5 separate regions of the Mus musculus genome follow, and all the other regions are linked to region 2. Evidence: chromatin contacts called from public HiCAR-type, HiChIP or PLAC-seq and promoter capture Hi-C data. All regions are on one chromosome and are shown on one strand. Each heading gives the region's core, a stretch centred on a gene start, on an enhancer-like site or on the middle of the called end of the contact. The rest is flanking DNA. Distances are from core to core; before and after follow the strand shown.

Region 1 (2,944 bases), core at 158-2,657, 1.7 Mb after region 2:
TTGCTGCTACATCCTGCTGGCAGGGGGTATGCTGAGTTTACCCTCCTGTATGATGCTCTCGTGATCCATTCATTTATTTATTTACTTATTTATTTATTTTTATGTTTGAGTGAGAATCTTAATAGCCTAAGCTGGCCTTGAATTCAGAGACCCACCTGCTTCTGCCTCTGCCTCCCAAATGGTGGGTTTACCACCTCAGCCCATTATTAATTCTTAGAGCAAAGGGGTAAAATTAGGCCAGTTAACCTTTAATCCCAGCTCTGGGGAGACAAAGGCAGGTGGGTGGGTCTCCGTGAGGTTAAAGCTAGTGTGGTCTATGTGTTTGAAGAGAGAGGGAGGGGGTGGAAAGGAGGGATGGAGGAGGGGGTACAAAGTCATCTTGATCATTCCTCACCAAAATTCAGTCCTAAACAATCATGGCCAACAGCCTTAGTTCTGTAAATCTTTTTCATTCCCTCCCCTTGGGACAGTGGCTCATATAACCCAAAGCTGGTCTTCAACTAAAGGCCTGAAGCAGCTACACAGTTACAGTCCATATTCTCCTCCTCCAGTCAGAAGAGCCAGAACAGTGAGATCTTACCTATTCTAGTCCATTAAAAAACAAAACAAACCCGAAAAAACCCACCTGGTGCTGAGCAGCAGTCTCAACCCTGACTAGAGGCCAACATGTCCTTTGAAACAAAATCATGGTCCATACTTCCCAAGATGGAACGAATTTACCCCTCCATTTAATGTCATAACTTCCTTTAAAAAAACATAACTTGTTGTATGTGCATTCATGCTTTCCCAGCATGTAAATCTGTGTGAAGGAGTTACAGACAGCTGTGAGCTGCCATGTGGGTGTTAGGAATTGAACCTGAGTCCTCTGGAAGAGCAGTCAGTGCTTCCAACTGCTGAGCCATCTCTCCAGCCCCCAAATGTCCTTTTCTGTTACTGGTAAGTGCCCGAGTCCATGGTATAGCTCACGATTGGAAAGGCCTCTGGTCTACCTTCAGTTTCTGTAGAAGTCCTCTGACATGGTTCCCACAGATGGCTCCCATGTGCTCACACCCCTGAATGTAAAATGCACAGTGCAGGCCATGAGACAGGTGCTGAGAACAGAGCACCTCAGCTAGGAAGGCTGTCTAAGCATGCGGGCGTGTATACAGCGCCATTCAAAGATAGAGTCAGCCTCAGTACTGTTCTAGCCAGTGCTCTACCTTTGAGCCCAGCCCCTAGCAAATTACATTTCTAAAGACAGAATAGGGGAGGGGCTAGCCACTCAGCTTCTTTCTGTAACGCCTAACCCTTCCATTTCTGTGTGCATGTGAATTCATACAGCATTGAGTCACTCGATCATGGTGGTGCGTGCTGAGAAACGCATCATCAGGCAACTTCATCACTGTGATATCACCAGACACACTTATGAAACACATCACATGCAGCTCTCAGTGCATGTAAGTCACTGTATACAGGCAGTGGTATTGGGAAAAGCTTAGTCACTGTTGCTATTTTTCAGGAGGTTTTGTTTGGTTTGGTTTGGTTTTTTGTCTTATTGGGTTTTTTTGTTTGTTTGTTTTTGTTTTTGTAAACTAAATCTATGAATGATAGGTAAGATATTTGGTTTCTGGTTCTAACCAATTAAACCACCGAGAAATAACACTCTCTGGAAGCAAAGGCAGAGCCTGCCAGGTGCTGGTCACACTGAGATTTGCCCGCTTGCAAAGCTTCTCAGGGTCTGCCCAGGCACAGAGCCAATTTCCCTTGTCTCCAGAGTGAAAAGGGAAATGAGACACTGCATCAATGTCACACTTGTTGCCGGATAGGCTTTGAAGATAGTCCAGGAGTGGAGATACTGTCGGGATACTGTCAGCCGTACAGATTCCTAGCCAGTACGGGAAGAAACCAAGCCTCGCATACAGGCAACAGAACTCTGGCTGTTTCCCCCGGTCCTGAGCTCTGGGCTCCATTCCAACAGCTTCCAAGCTTCTTGTCTTTCCATAGGATACATATAACTAGGATTCTGGCACTAGAGATGCCACTCTTATTGCTAGAAAACTTCCCTTCTCCGCGGGGATAAAACTCAACCAACGCTCACATCCACCATGTGTTCTTACTGTACGGAGCCTGACTGCAGCCCCCATCTTTGACATCAAAGAGCAGAATTCCTGTGAATCCCTCGGGAATGGTGACAGTGGAGACACGTCCCAGACATCCAGAGTTGAAAGTCAGGAACACACTTTCCCACAGAAATAGTCAGCAGCTTCCCAGTGGAGTTCCCACAATCCCGTTAGCCCACAGCATTCTTGGAATACCCCAGACGTCCATGCAAGTCCCCTAACATGCTCTTGCTACTCCGTTCCCATCCTATCTTGCTTTCCCATCCTCTTCGGCACCCTTGATTCACATTTACGAATTCTCATGTGTTCAGTTCGCCAGACTCGGAAAACAGGCTCACCGGAGAGGCTGGCTCCAGCTCTGGCCTCCCAGCATCAGGCTGTGAGTGTGGGTATGGCCCAGAGCTCTTTCTTTGCCTTTAACATTCATGCCCACACTGTTCGCGGAAAACCTGAGGGCTCTTAGGCTGCATGAGGAGCGACCACAGATGGATTCACCTGTGTGGAAATGTGCTATGCCAATCAATTAACAAGAAGGAATGGATCTTTGCAAGGGTGGGAAACACTGCTTGCCTCAGGGTGAATGGTATCTGAATCCTCAGCGTCTCCCACAGAGGAGCTGATGGGTCTTGAAACACAAGCTGGCAGCTATGCAAGGGGTTGGCATCTACGAGTGTGGCTGGTCGGACTGCATGACGCATCACTGGGGCCTTGAAGGGTGAAGAGTGATCTAGAAACTTCAGCTTCACCTTCCCTTCCAGGGTCCTTGTCGGCCCCCAGGGAAACTCACCAGATTCCCTCAAAGTTCGTCCCTTGCTCCCCGAGAGGAGGACTGAGCACTAACATCC
Region 2 (2,956 bases), core at 105-2,604:
TGTGACACTCCAGTGTGCCACAACTTGAATCTAAATCTTCAAACTCCACTTGAGAATAACTTCAAGGAAGGTTTTTGTTTCACTTCAGTGGGATGTTAGAATCTTGAAAAGCTAAGGTGAATATAGTTTGAAGAAACAAAGTTCATGGTAATGAGCAAAAGTGAGGCAAAAAGAGGTCATACCCATAAAGATATCTTTAAAAAGTAACCAGCTTGGGTAGAATTTATAAATAGAAAAATAATTAAGATTGATAAGAAAACATAGAAAAATGAAGTCACAGAGAAAACGATGGAGATAGGGATAACGCTCTGCTAGTCTGCAGAAACATTTGGCTGAGATGCTCTAATCTCTGGGGCTACAAAAAAAAAAAAAAAGGCAAGACTGAAGACTGCAAAGCTGGTCAGAATGATGAGATAGGCAGAAACAGGATGCTAAAATAGAACACGCCACGAAGTACAGAATACAACACTAATAAAGAAATCCTTTCCCAGTACAGACAGGCAGAGTCCTTCATGCTTGTAATCTCATAACTTTAGAGACCGGGGCAGGATTACAAGTGGGAAGGCTAGCACTGACACAATGAGCGCAAGGCCAGCCTCGTTAACCTACAGTGTGATCCTGGCTCCTAACCCAGAAATCTAAACCATCGAAGTCAATGCTCAGAGCACAAAGTGACTTTTTAACATTAGTAAACTTGGTTGAAACTTAAACGAGCGGAAAACCGAAGTCCTTGTTAAGGGAATTTTGGGTAGGTAGGTAACAGTGGAGTCTGATCACGGCTCTCTACGCCCCCAGCCCACCCCAGCCTTGCAGGCGCTCCGCGCGGGCGGACAGTCCCATTCCCGCCACCCCGGAAACTTGGTCCGACGGCTGTTCCGTGGGACAGAGCACGGGTGCCACCGGGGCGAAGGCGGCGGCGGCACTTGGGCCGAGGCAGGTCGGCGGTCCTCCCGTCACGGCCCCCTCCCTCCCGCGGGCCGCCGCCCCACGCGCGCTCGCTCCATTCATTGCGGGGCGGAGCAGAGGCTGAGGCGGGAGCACCGGCCAACGCTGGGGCCCGGCAGCGCTTACTCTGCGTATCCGTGAGGGAGATCATGGTGGCGGCGGCGAGGACCGCGGTGCTTCGGGGCCCACGCTGCGAAGCCTGGTCCGGAGAAGAGCCTCGGCGACGCCGCCCGGGCCCGAGCCGCCACGTCTTCCGGAAACACGCAGCCGCCGCCGCCGGGCCGCAAGGCCGCGCTCCATTGGCTGCAGCGAGACCAATAGCACGCGCTCTTGTTCGGATGTGCACCCGGACGCCGCACCACGCAGCCAATCAGAGAAGGCAATGGCTTGTGATTGGTGGAGGGGGCTGATCCGGAAGGGTGGGCGCTGCATGCCGGGCGGCGGGAAGGTTTTTACGCGCGGAGCGGCTGACAGGTTCGTGGTGGTGCCGGTTCCGGCGCGTGGGTCCGCGGCTGTCTGCTGGGCGGATAGGAGCTGGGCGTCGTCTCTGCCATCGCTTTCAGGAGCCCTGGTCGCCGCAGCTTGCGCTTCTGCCTCGTCTGTGGAGCCGGCGGGGTGGAGGGATGCGCTCAGGGTTAGCGTGCGTTTTCCTTCCGCACTGATGACAGTGGACCTGGTTCACGTTTTTTGACTGACAGACCTCTTTGTAACTTAGTTCTTGGATATATTTCGTGCTACGCTATGTTTTGCTGTGAAGTTGCCTAATTTAGGCAAGGGGTAGGTTATTGGCAGCAAAGTCCAAAAATATATATATATTTGAAGTAGTGGCAGGAAATGAACTTAGACCGAATCTCTCCTAAGCGAAGAGAAAGCGCCTGTTTTTAGGTTCCGGAAAAGGCATTTTTTTTTTTCTAGGCTGTTTACAAAAGTGAAGAGATTCAGGCTCTGCCATGATACAGGACCTTAGAGTCCATGGGCAGAATAGTATCAGTCTAGGAAGTGATAAGGAGATGTTCTCATACGTGAGGAAGGAGGAGTCTTGATTTAAACCCATCCTTAAATGTCCGTTAGTTTTGTCCTTACTCTTTAATCAGGGCTTATCTGTCTTAACAGCCATGCACAGGAAGGGTACAAATTCGATAAAGGAAACAGTTCAAGTGAGAATAGGCGGGTGCAGAATCTGTCTTTGGAGAGCACTCTTAGGTTTAGCAAATATAAAATTAAGCAATATATAACACACTTTCAAACGTTTGTTTTTTGCTTTTATGTAATGGTGACAGATTGTCATTGATTGAGCAAAAAAGTTGTTCACAACAGTTCATGAACACAATGAGGTCCTTGGCCCCTAACACAGAAAACTAAAACACCACCCCAAAAAAAAGCCTGTGTTCTGAGTACGAATGACTTTAAAATTAGCAAACTGTTGAAACTTAAATAGGCAGAAAACCTAAGTTCTTCCAAGGGAATTTTGGGCAGGTTACACGTCTACCCAAATAATTACTAAAAATACAAAATTAAGCAAAATATAACATGCTTTCTAATTTTGTTTTTATGTAATGGTAACAGATTGTCATTGAGCAAACATAACAGTTTGGGGAGTTAAATGTTCAGGCCAAGTTTTAATCTTTAAATTTTAATATAAGTCATGTTTCCTTCCACTTGTAACTGTCCCAGATTCTTTTAAGCCAAAAGAGTACTAGTGTGTACCTCACCCCCCCTCTGCAAGTGAGCAAATTTTATAGAGAAATGGAGTAAGCTCCCGCAGAAGAGAGGAGGCTCTGGAAATTATTTACTTAGAATATTAATTTCTTTTAAGTAGGCATTTAACTGTAACTCTCTAAAGCAACTGTGCAGTATACTGCCAAGTAGTTTATTTATTTGTTTATCCATTCATTTATTTACTTTTGAAAAAAATCTATCCTTATTTGTAAGGTGAGTCCTGCCAGGCATGGCTGTGCATGCTTTTAGTTTCAGTACCTGGGAGGCAGCCACCCCAGTTTTTAAGTCAGAG
Region 3 (2,957 bases), core at 288-2,787, 1.7 Mb after region 2:
CCTCGAGAGTCCTGTTTTCTGTGGATTCCGAGGATATGAACTCAAACCCTCCAACGTGCGCAGCAAGTACTCTATTCGTTCTGCCCTCCCCCTCCCCCAGGTTATGTGGCATTTTAAAGGTACCGATCGGGTTTCCTGATTCCTGCTGGTGTTCTAGTCATTTCTGGTTTCGAAATCATGATTTTCTTTCTTTCTTTCTTTTCTTCTTTCTTTCTTTCTTTCTTTCTTTCTTTCTTTCTTTCTTTCTTTCTTTCTTTCCTCCCTCCTTCCCTCCCTCCCTCCTTTCTTTCTTTCTTTCTTTTTTTTTCTTTCTTTCTTTTTTGTGTTTTGTTTGTTTGTTTGTTTGTTTGGGGGGGTTGGATTTTTTTTTTTCCAAGACAGGGTTTCTCTGTATAGTCCTGGCTGTCCTGGAACTCACTTTGTAGACCAGGCTGGCCTTGAACTCAGAGATCCACCTGCCTCTGCCTCCCAAGTGCTGGGATTAAAGGTGTGAGCCACCACCACCCAGCTGGAAATCACAATTTTCTTCAGCCTATTTTTTTTTAATTATTTGTAATTACAAGGGAGTTTATCAGAACATTTGATCCTTTCTATAACATCAAATCAATGTCTCAGCACGATTATTTCAGATTTCTCGCTCTACCTTTGAATCCTTACATCTATTTAGTTTGAAGTTCTTATTTTGGTGGGAATTTTCTTTCCTGTCTAGTTCTCAGAAAGCAAATGAATTAAATTAAGTCATTGGACATTCTTCAGGCAACTGTGACAGGAACTCAATAAGGTGGGAAATGGGCTGATAACCTCAGGCGTCCTTCCACTACGATTTTCAATACCTATTTGGTCAGGCTTAAACAAAACTGGGTTCATTTGAGAGCCTTGGGTTTTGAATGCAGAGTGCGCCCCTGGCTGGGTCCTTGGCGTACCCATGAGTCACTCAGACCTTACAAGTCTGAAGGAAACCCTGAGCTTCAAACAGTAGGAGGGGGGCTATGGGACCAGAAAACTAGGACCTCTCTGGTAAAGTAGAGTCAGTAAAGTAGGCCCTAGGGATGTTAAGGTGATTTCAATATGTCCTTTGCTTTAAAGAAACCCCTCAAAATCGTGTGCCAAGCTCACTGTTAGGCAGCCCTAACAGTACGGTAGCCTGTCCCTGTGTTTGTGTCACAATAGACAATATATGTCCAAAAGGCATTCGATTAAAAGGGAAAATGAACTAATTGATAGTATGCTAAAAGTTGCCCAAACTTGAACATATTCTCTCTTTTTAAAATATTTATTTTCAGCTTGGCGTGATGGCGCATGCCTTTAATCCCAGCACTTGGAGGCAGAGGCAGGTGGATTTCTGAGTTCAAGGCCAGCCTGCTGGTCTACAGAGTGAGTTCCAGGACAGCCAGGGCAACACAGAGAAACCCTGCCTCAAAAAAAAAAAAAAACCCATACAAAAAAAATTTCTTTTTAATCATGTCTGTTGGAGGTGGAGTAAGTGCTAGCAGGGTCCAGAAGAGGGCAGTGGTCCCCAGAGAGCCAGAATTACAGGTGGCTGTGAGCCACACAGCTTGGTTCCTCTGTAAGAACAGTAGGTGTCCTTCATCACTGAGTTACCTTTCCAGCCCTTAACTTACAGGCCTTTTCAGTGTTGACGCAGGAAGTATCCCAGGCCCCATACAATGCTGAGGTCCATAGAAGAGGATTCCTGGAGAGAACCCCTGTCCCCACCACCTCCACAGTCTCATACTGCAAAGCCCTGAATGCCCTTCCTTGGAGTTCTCTCGGACCCACTCTGCTGCATTAGTGACGGCCAGGGCAGAGGGAGAAGCCTGGGGACCCCCTCCCCCATGCTCTGTGCAGAGCCCTGACAACTGAGCTCTTAATTTAATAAGGAAGCAAGCCCCATTCCTTGAGACCACTTAGCCAAGGCCGGGTACCAGCTGCCTTAGGTCAGCAGAAACACCCATAGCTTTTCCTCCTTAGAAGGCGGCCCTCCGCCTGTGGTTACACACCTCCCACCCCAAAGGATTCCTGATGGGCTGAAGGAATCACAGACCGCAGGGAACCTTCCTTTGTCTCATGGAGATGGCTTAATGTCCTTTCTTAGGAAGTACAGTTTTCTACTGACCAAGAGATCTGAGCAGGGTATCTGTAGTGCATGTCCCTGCAGGAAGGAAAATATGTTGTCAACACATGCAATCCAACATGCACTTGGAGTACATTGTTGTCTGGGGTTTGCTTGTGTTTCTTACTTTTGGGGGTTTTTTGATTGTTTGTTTGTTTTAAAACAGTCTCACTCTAGCTCAGGCTGGCCTGAGCTGGACTTACCACCACGTCATCCAGGCTGCCTCAAACTCTTATGATCCTCCTGCCTCTGCCTCCTCAGCACTAGGTCTATAGCCATGTTTCACTCTGCCTAGCTTGAGTTGCTGTTTTTTAAGCAGTTTTGTGGTGTTGTTGTTGCTGCTGCTGTTGTTGTTGTTGCTGTTGTTGTTGCTGCTGTTGTTTTGTTAGCCACCGCCCTGGCTTCCCTCAGGACACAGACTTGCTTGCACTCTCACAGCCTTGAACTCAAAAATTTGAGACCAGGCTGGGTAACAGAGCATAACCTCTGTCAATAAGAAGGGATGGGAAAGAGGACGATAAAGAAGAGGGGGAGAAAGGGGGAGAGAGGAGCGAGGGGGAGGAGGGAGGAGGGAGGAAGGAGAAGGGGAAAGGAGATTTAAACTAGACAAACATGTAAAGCAATATAGTGTGTCCTAGAAACCCAGAGGAACTTTGGACATGCAGATATAGTTTCCCCCAGAATTATATTTACCAAAACTGGATAATATGTGTCATTTTTCAAGCCATTGCCTAAAATTCAACTACACACACACACACACACACACACACATATATATATCAAGTGAAAGAAAAAAATTCTCATTAACCACAAAATTCAAAACGATCTAGGCCAGAGCTGTTGA
Region 4 (2,849 bases), core at 198-2,697, 2.0 Mb after region 2:
AACATGACGGTTTATTAGTCAGAAATGCCCTAAAAATGTAACCTCATCATGCCTGCTACAGCAGCCTTCCCTTTCCTCCTCCACACTTGTGCAAATTTGGACACATTATTAGTCACTTCACTGAACTCCAGCGTTTAGCAGAAAAGGCAGGTTTGTTCACCCTTCTGGCAACTTTAATAGGAGATCCTCAGAACCTCGGAGCTGGCGAGAAAAGTACCCAGAGGGAGAGACAGAACTGGGCCTCACCTTCGACCCAACTGTTCTCAAGCCTTTGCAGTCACCCGGAATAGAGGCGGGCCAGTATGAGAACTCACGTTACGTTTCAGGCAAACAAGTTGGGTGAATGTAAACAAAGAATGACAAAAGAAAGCCAGACCAGCACTGAAACCACCACAAGCCCTCCTCCAGCTCAACTCATGCTAAACATTCAAGAAAGCTATCAAAGCAACCCGAGATGCATTTCCTCGTGGAACTGGGGCCCGAAGGCCCCCCACGCGGGACCGCCCTGGCTCGCCCACCGCCTGCTGGTGGTACGTGGAGCTTGGCTGCGGCTACCGGGGACTTTTGAGCCGGGATCACTGGCTGCGGCGCCCGCTCCAGCGTCCTAACTCCAGCGGCTACTCGGGTAGCAGGAGGGGACTCACCGGTGTTTGGATCACATGGTGGGGGGGCACCGCAGCACCCCTAACTCTTCCATCAGTCACCTACCCACAGTCCCACTTAGGAGAAGTAGGAGGTGGTGGAGGAGGAAGCTGCTTGGCAGAAAGCAGTTCTCTGGGGAGCAGGGCGAGGATGCGGGACCGTCTCACCGCAGGGGTGCTGGGATGCGGGGAGCAAAGGGGAGCGGGTGAGGACTTCCTAAAGGGTGCTGGAGGCGGAGACGGGGGCGATCCGGGGTAGAGGGGCGTCGCCCATCCTCGGGGGGCGTCCGGGAAAGGATGGGGACCAGGGCGCCAGGAAGAGGGCGCCGTCTCCAAGCGCTGATGAAAAGGCGGAGAAGAATAGGCGCCCCGGGACTCAGTCGCGCGGAGCCCGGAGCCCCTCCAACCCCGCCAGGTGGCCCGGAGCCGCAGCCCCGGCCGGCCCTACCTGTGCTCTGCCGCCGGTGCCCGGTGACCACGGCCTCGCCGGTGACCGGGTGTAGCCAGGTGGTGCTCTTGGCCTCCTCGCTGCAGGGAAGAGAAGGGACAGGCGCTGAGCGGCGCGAGGGGCGACCCACGGGGGCCCCCGGCCCGCTCGCTCCCACCGCTCCCCCCAGCCGCCCGGCGGCGCCTCCCCCGCCCGCTCACTTGATGAAGAAGACGCGGCCGCCCCTAGTGATCCCGTACGTCCAGGAGCGCGGCAGCGAGCAGATCCACTCCAGGTTCAGGTCGGCCGCCATGTCTGCTCCCCGGCCGCCGCCGCCGCCGCCTTGTGCTGCCGCCGCCGCTGAGGAAGGAGGGCGCGAGCGAGCGAGCGAGCGAGCGAGCGAAAGGAGCGCAGGGCGCGCGGCCCGGCCCGAGCGCGCCCCCGCGGCCGCCCTACCCCCTCGGGCGGCGCCCTCCCCGCCGCCCCGGCTGAGTCCGGCCTGCGTCGCCGCCCCTCGGCATCCTCCGCGGCCGGCCGCCGGCCCGCGCTGCGCTCGCTCGCTCGCTCGCTCGGAGGCTGGGCGAAGCGGCGCCGCGCCCCCGCCAAAGCCCTCCCCCGTGCCCCGCCCGCGCCGCGCGAAGGTTCCGGGGTCGGGTCCCGCCGGCGCCCGCCCGGAGGGCTGGGCTCCGAACCTGTGAGGTTTTGAATCAGCTACTGCCTGCCTAGCCCGGGGCTTCTCTGGGAGACGCCGGGCGTTGAAATGGAAAACTGCTTTTGGGAAAGGCTTTTCTGGTGTGTGGCGTGCCAAATAAAGGAGGGTCCGCGAGTGAGCTCGGACCACTGAAATGGGACTGATTCAGACTTAAGGTCTTTTTGTTACTGGTGGTTTTTTTTTTTTCCTTTCTAAGCTTCTGAGCCATATAATAGTTTAGAAAATAAAAACTTGCCTTTTCCTTTCTTAAAAAAGATGCACTTGATTATCAACGTGAATTTCTAGGCTCCCAATCTCTCTCATTTATTACAAGGGCAACTTAACTTTACGGAGTCCTTGGGGTGGTGGACATTTAAATCCCTTCGAACTATGATTGTCTCCGTTTCACTGAGAGGGGCAAAGAAACGTAAAGGAACAAAGGTGATTGTGCCCAGGGTTATGGTGAAAAATGGCAAAGTCTGAATTCAAATCGCCTATAGATTTCCAAGAGTCTACTCGAATGAATACGTTGCTGTATAGTATTTTTAATGCCTTGGCACCCCCGGCCCCCTTGTCCTTTGAACAAAGGAAGGGTTCACTGCTAGTAAGACCTCCCTTGCACCAGTAAAGAGCGCTATGCTTGCTCCTTACTGCCCCTGGTCCTTCATCATCACTCTTGGAATTGTCTCCATGGCTTTGCAGCAAATGACTCATCCCAGAGGAAACACAGTTCAATAATAACAGTACAACTTGGCATTCTCGAAGCACCTTTTTTTTTTTTTTCCCTGACCAGTTTGGATGCTTCTGAGGCATTCTCTCATTCATCTTCCCAAGTAACTGAAATAAGTAAATGATGCTTTTCAACCTTTAAGGAAACCAAGGCACAGGGAGGGTGAATGCCCTTGGCCAAAGCTCCTGATGAGCGTGCATTTTCATTGGCTTTTCCTCCTATCTCCTGATTCCCCAAGGCCATACGTCTCTGGTGAAACGGAGACTGCAATTACTGCTATAATTTTCCTGTCCATCTGCATATACAGGAGGAAAAAAAAATACCATCGCTGTAATGTTTTCTCTTTTGGGTTCGTTTGTA
Region 5 (2,781 bases), core at 196-2,695, 1.6 Mb after region 2:
GATCCACTCACAGAAGTAGTGGCTCCCACACTTGTCTACAGATTTAGGGTTCCCGGCTCCCAAGAGACCTAGCAACTTTCAGTCCATGGTTGGTACCTAGACACTTGTAGTTCTTGGACCAAAGCAATATTGTATGATTTGCATCAAGGCGCAGCAGGTAAAGGTGCATACTGCCAAGCCTGACAAACAGTTTACTTCCCGGAGTTCACATGGTAGAAGCAGAGAACTGATGCCTGGAAGTTCTCCTGTAACCTCCAAACTCCGCTGTGGCATGCTCTCAATAAAACAAATACATAAATGTTCACAACTCGATGGTGGGAGGGAAAGAGGGAGAGAGGGAGAAAGGGAAGGAAAGAGGGAGGAGGGAGGGAGGGAGAGAGAACATGATTCAGAGTAGAACAGTTAACAATGATCATCAGGACAAGGGAAGACAGGCAGGCAGGAAGCACTTTATTCTATACCCAAGTGACCCAGCCAGGCATCTCTGAGTCTTCTTTATCCCAAATTAGAAAGTAAACTGATGACTACAGGAGCTACAGACTACAAGAGACATGCTAAGGTCTGGAAACCCACACCAAACTTAAGCCATTTAGGCCAAAGGTAGAAGCTGAGGGCAACACAGGTAACAGAGGAAGTAATTGCCACCCAAGCAGAGATTTCTACAACAGGCACCCAGTTTGCCTGGACAGCTTACCTCACTAGAAGGCAACTCAGCACAGCCCTGAAAGCTCTTCTCTTGGAGATGATAGCTTAAGGCATATTTGAGTAGCACAAGAGTGAAGTGATTGCTAAACATTGAACCCCATCCCTTTAAGACCATAGATTCATCTCTCCCGCTGCTAAAGTGTTATCAGCTAACAATCTGCCACCCATCAGAACATTCTAGAAATTGACACTGGCTGAGGAAAGCCTCCTCACACAATGTCAGTTTCTCTCGCCATCTACCAGAAGCCACCTGAATCAATGACTGATTAAGATAGCATTTTAACAGCCTGGCCTTTCACCTCAGTGCAGGACAAATCAGCCAAGCATGTACCCTTTCCCCTGGCGTTTGATAAGATTGTCTAACAGCTAATCAGGTCTTTCTGCTCTGCCTTCCTCCAGCGTGTTTATCCTGAGCCCACTCCCATGAGAACCTTCAAGCTTTTGTATTTCTACCTCAGAGTTTGGTATCTGGAAGACTAGACCAGCAGAGCTTCTAATTGTACCAAAATGGAGACAAATTTCAACCTTGCTCTTTTAATATCTTCTCCCTAAATTAATATTGTTCCAGCTCATCTCTTGGTTTTTGCTAAATTATCCTAGTTATCCCTAATTAAATTATTATCAAACAGCCTTGTAGAATTCTACAGAATGTTTGTTTCAGTTCTCCCAGGGCATGGTGGTGCTATCTTTAGTCTGAATAGATTACCTCACTTAGAAGAATTCGAAGCTGAGTTTTATGTCCTTTAACCTCCTCCTCTCTTCCTTTCTTGGAAACAATGGACCCCTTTCCAGAGCAGAATTAATCTTCAGTCCTTGGCATTCACCCTATGGCTTCCTGACTTCTTATAAACAGTATTCTCTCTCTCTCTCTCTCTCTCTCTCTCTCTCTCTCTCTCTCTCTCTCTCTCTCTCTCTCTCTCTCTCTCTCTCTCTCTCTCTCTCTCTCTCTCTCTCTCTCTCTCTCCCTCTCTCTCTCCCTCTCCCTCTCCCTCTCCCTCTCCCTCTCCCCTTGGTTTCCTTTTTTTTCTTTATTAACATCTTAAATATTACTCCATCAAAGACTTAACCCCCTCTATACTAAGAGTCTTTCCTTTTAATGAATAAGGAGGAGGAGCAAGATGGAGGAGAGGAAGAAAAAAATAGAACCTCAACCCTTGAAGTCTCACTGGTTCTTGACAAGTGTGTTAGTTCCCTCTTCTTCACTACCTAACAGTGACCTAGAACTGTAAGACTCCGGGAGCCCTAGCTTACCGGGGACCCCCAAGTAAACCACATGGAGCCAGGATCAATGAAAAAGTAGGAGGAATTTATTGTTCCAGTGTACTGGGGTCGTCCCAGACCCAAAGGAGAGGGAGCGACTCCTGGTACCCATTCACCTGAGTTTTTATTTGGTTTCCAGGGGCAGAATAGAGCATCAGCAACTAGGCACAATATGATTGGTGGAACAGTACACCCTTTAAACTGATTGGCCTTTAGGGAATGAGGTGACAAGGACTTCCCATGTCTAAACATGGGCAACAGTCCTGTGGTTTGAGGAATGTTAATTAACCTCTCCCTTCTGGAGAGGTAAGTGTTTCATGACCTTCCCAAAGTTCCTGAGCTGACCTTTTCAGAACAACCACTGTATTTACTTCATGTGGGGTCCCAGCATTTTTTAGTTTTATAATTTTGCATATTGGCCCCTCAACTTCCTCCCATCCCTGCCCACCCTCTCTGCAAACCTGTCTTGCACATTTATATCTGTTTGTTTTGTTTTGGGACACTGACATTAACCAAGGCCACCAGTGTGACCCTGGAATTGGAGCCCTGCCCTGGGAGCCTGGCGGGCTTAGCAGAGGGTACACAACTACAGGCAATAATATCCCCTCTACCAGATTATGTCAATAGCCAGTCGTTCAGACGGCACCTCTTTGACTGATTGTTGACAGGGCCAATTCTGTTTGTCTCAATTAACTACCATCTGGATTCTATCTACAACTATCTCAAACTCAGGGAGTATAGTCTGTTAGGATCGACCCAGAAGACAGAGCAACCAAATCATAGGCAACCGGTCACAGGTACTGCATGTGAGGAAGC

Evidence for each region. HiCAR-type assays count read pairs that join an accessible place to other places. HiChIP or PLAC-seq counts read pairs in DNA pulled down with a chosen protein or histone mark. Capture Hi-C pulls out chosen DNA fragments and counts their contacts.
Region 1: a contact with region 2 is called in a HiCAR-type map of astrocytes, with 5 times the contacts expected there. The contact joins the enhancer-like site here to the promoter of Recql in region 2. A contact is called at or near these places in 1 of 39 promoter capture datasets (embryonic stem cells), 1 of 484 Hi-C or Micro-C datasets (muscle stem cells), 7 of 115 datasets of contacts at active chromatin or transcription factors (astrocytes, embryonic midbrain, embryonic stem cells and 4 more) and 1 of 9 other capture datasets (embryonic stem cells).
Region 3: an H3K27ac HiChIP or PLAC-seq map of thymic regulatory T cells shows a contact between it and region 2, with 9 times the contacts expected there. The contact joins the enhancer-like site here to the promoter of Recql in region 2. A contact is called at or near these places in 2 of 39 promoter capture datasets (embryonic stem cells and hippocampal neurons), 3 of 484 Hi-C or Micro-C datasets (B cells, CD4 T cells and CD8 T cells), 5 of 115 datasets of contacts at active chromatin or transcription factors (astrocytes, embryonic midbrain, large pre-B cells and 2 more) and 2 of 9 other capture datasets (adipose tissue and liver).
Region 4: a contact with region 2 is called in a promoter capture Hi-C map of liver, with 3 times the contacts expected there. The contact joins the promoter of Plekha5 here to the promoter of Recql in region 2. A contact is called at or near these places in 4 of 39 promoter capture datasets (the 3T3-L1 cell line, the C10 cell line and pre-B cells), 1 of 115 datasets of contacts at active chromatin or transcription factors (astrocytes) and 1 of 9 other capture datasets (liver).
Region 5: a contact with region 2 is called in an H3K27ac HiChIP or PLAC-seq map of extraembryonic endoderm stem cells, with 6 times the contacts expected there. The contact joins the enhancer-like site here to the promoter of Recql in region 2. A contact is called at or near these places in 3 of 115 datasets of contacts at active chromatin or transcription factors (embryonic limb bud, extraembryonic endoderm stem cells and stem cell-derived neural progenitor cells) and 1 of 9 other capture datasets (embryonic stem cells).

What each region holds. Positions count from the first base shown.
Region 1 is chr6:140,665,919-140,668,862 of GRCm38.p6, reverse strand. It overlaps a transcript of Aebp2 not described here. Among named protein-coding and RNA genes, the nearest start is that of Gm30215, 13 kb to the left of the region's middle. Within about 2 kb of position 1,407, at least 68 of the 459 cell types and tissues checked have an H3K27ac peak or open chromatin away from gene starts, as enhancers often do. A contact at or near this core is called in astrocytes, forebrain, muscle stem cells and 1 more, where this site is marked.
Region 2 is chr6:142,385,485-142,388,440 of GRCm38.p6, reverse strand. It overlaps Recql (RecQ protein-like), which reads left to right and starts at 1,354. Exons shown (of 15, transcript NM_023042.3): 1 at 1,354-1,419. It overlaps Golt1b (golgi transport 1B), which reads right to left and starts at 1,198. Exons shown (of 5, transcript NM_025872.4): 1 at 1,072-1,198. The coding sequence starts at 1,096.
Region 3 is chr6:140,708,466-140,711,422 of GRCm38.p6, reverse strand. The region is part of intron 4 of Gm30215 (a long non-coding RNA gene); the gene reads right to left. Among named protein-coding and RNA genes, the nearest start is that of Gm30215, 30 kb to the right of the region's middle. Within about 2 kb of position 1,537, at least 44 of the 459 cell types and tissues checked have an H3K27ac peak or open chromatin away from gene starts, as enhancers often do. A contact at or near this core is called in CD8 T cells, memory CD8 T cells and thymic regulatory T cells, where this site is marked.
Region 4 is chr6:140,422,697-140,425,545 of GRCm38.p6, reverse strand. It overlaps Plekha5 (pleckstrin homology domain containing, family A member 5), which reads right to left and starts at 1,447. Exons shown (of 31, transcript NM_144920.3): 1 at 1,290-1,447; 2 at 1,090-1,169. The coding sequence starts at 1,381.
Region 5 is chr6:140,740,870-140,743,650 of GRCm38.p6, reverse strand. All of the region lies in intron 4 of Gm30215 (a long non-coding RNA gene), which reads right to left. Among named protein-coding and RNA genes, the nearest start is that of Gm30215, 62 kb to the right of the region's middle. Within about 2 kb of position 1,445, at least 1 of the 459 cell types and tissues checked has an H3K27ac peak or open chromatin away from gene starts, as enhancers often do. A contact at or near this core is called in extraembryonic endoderm stem cells, where this site is marked.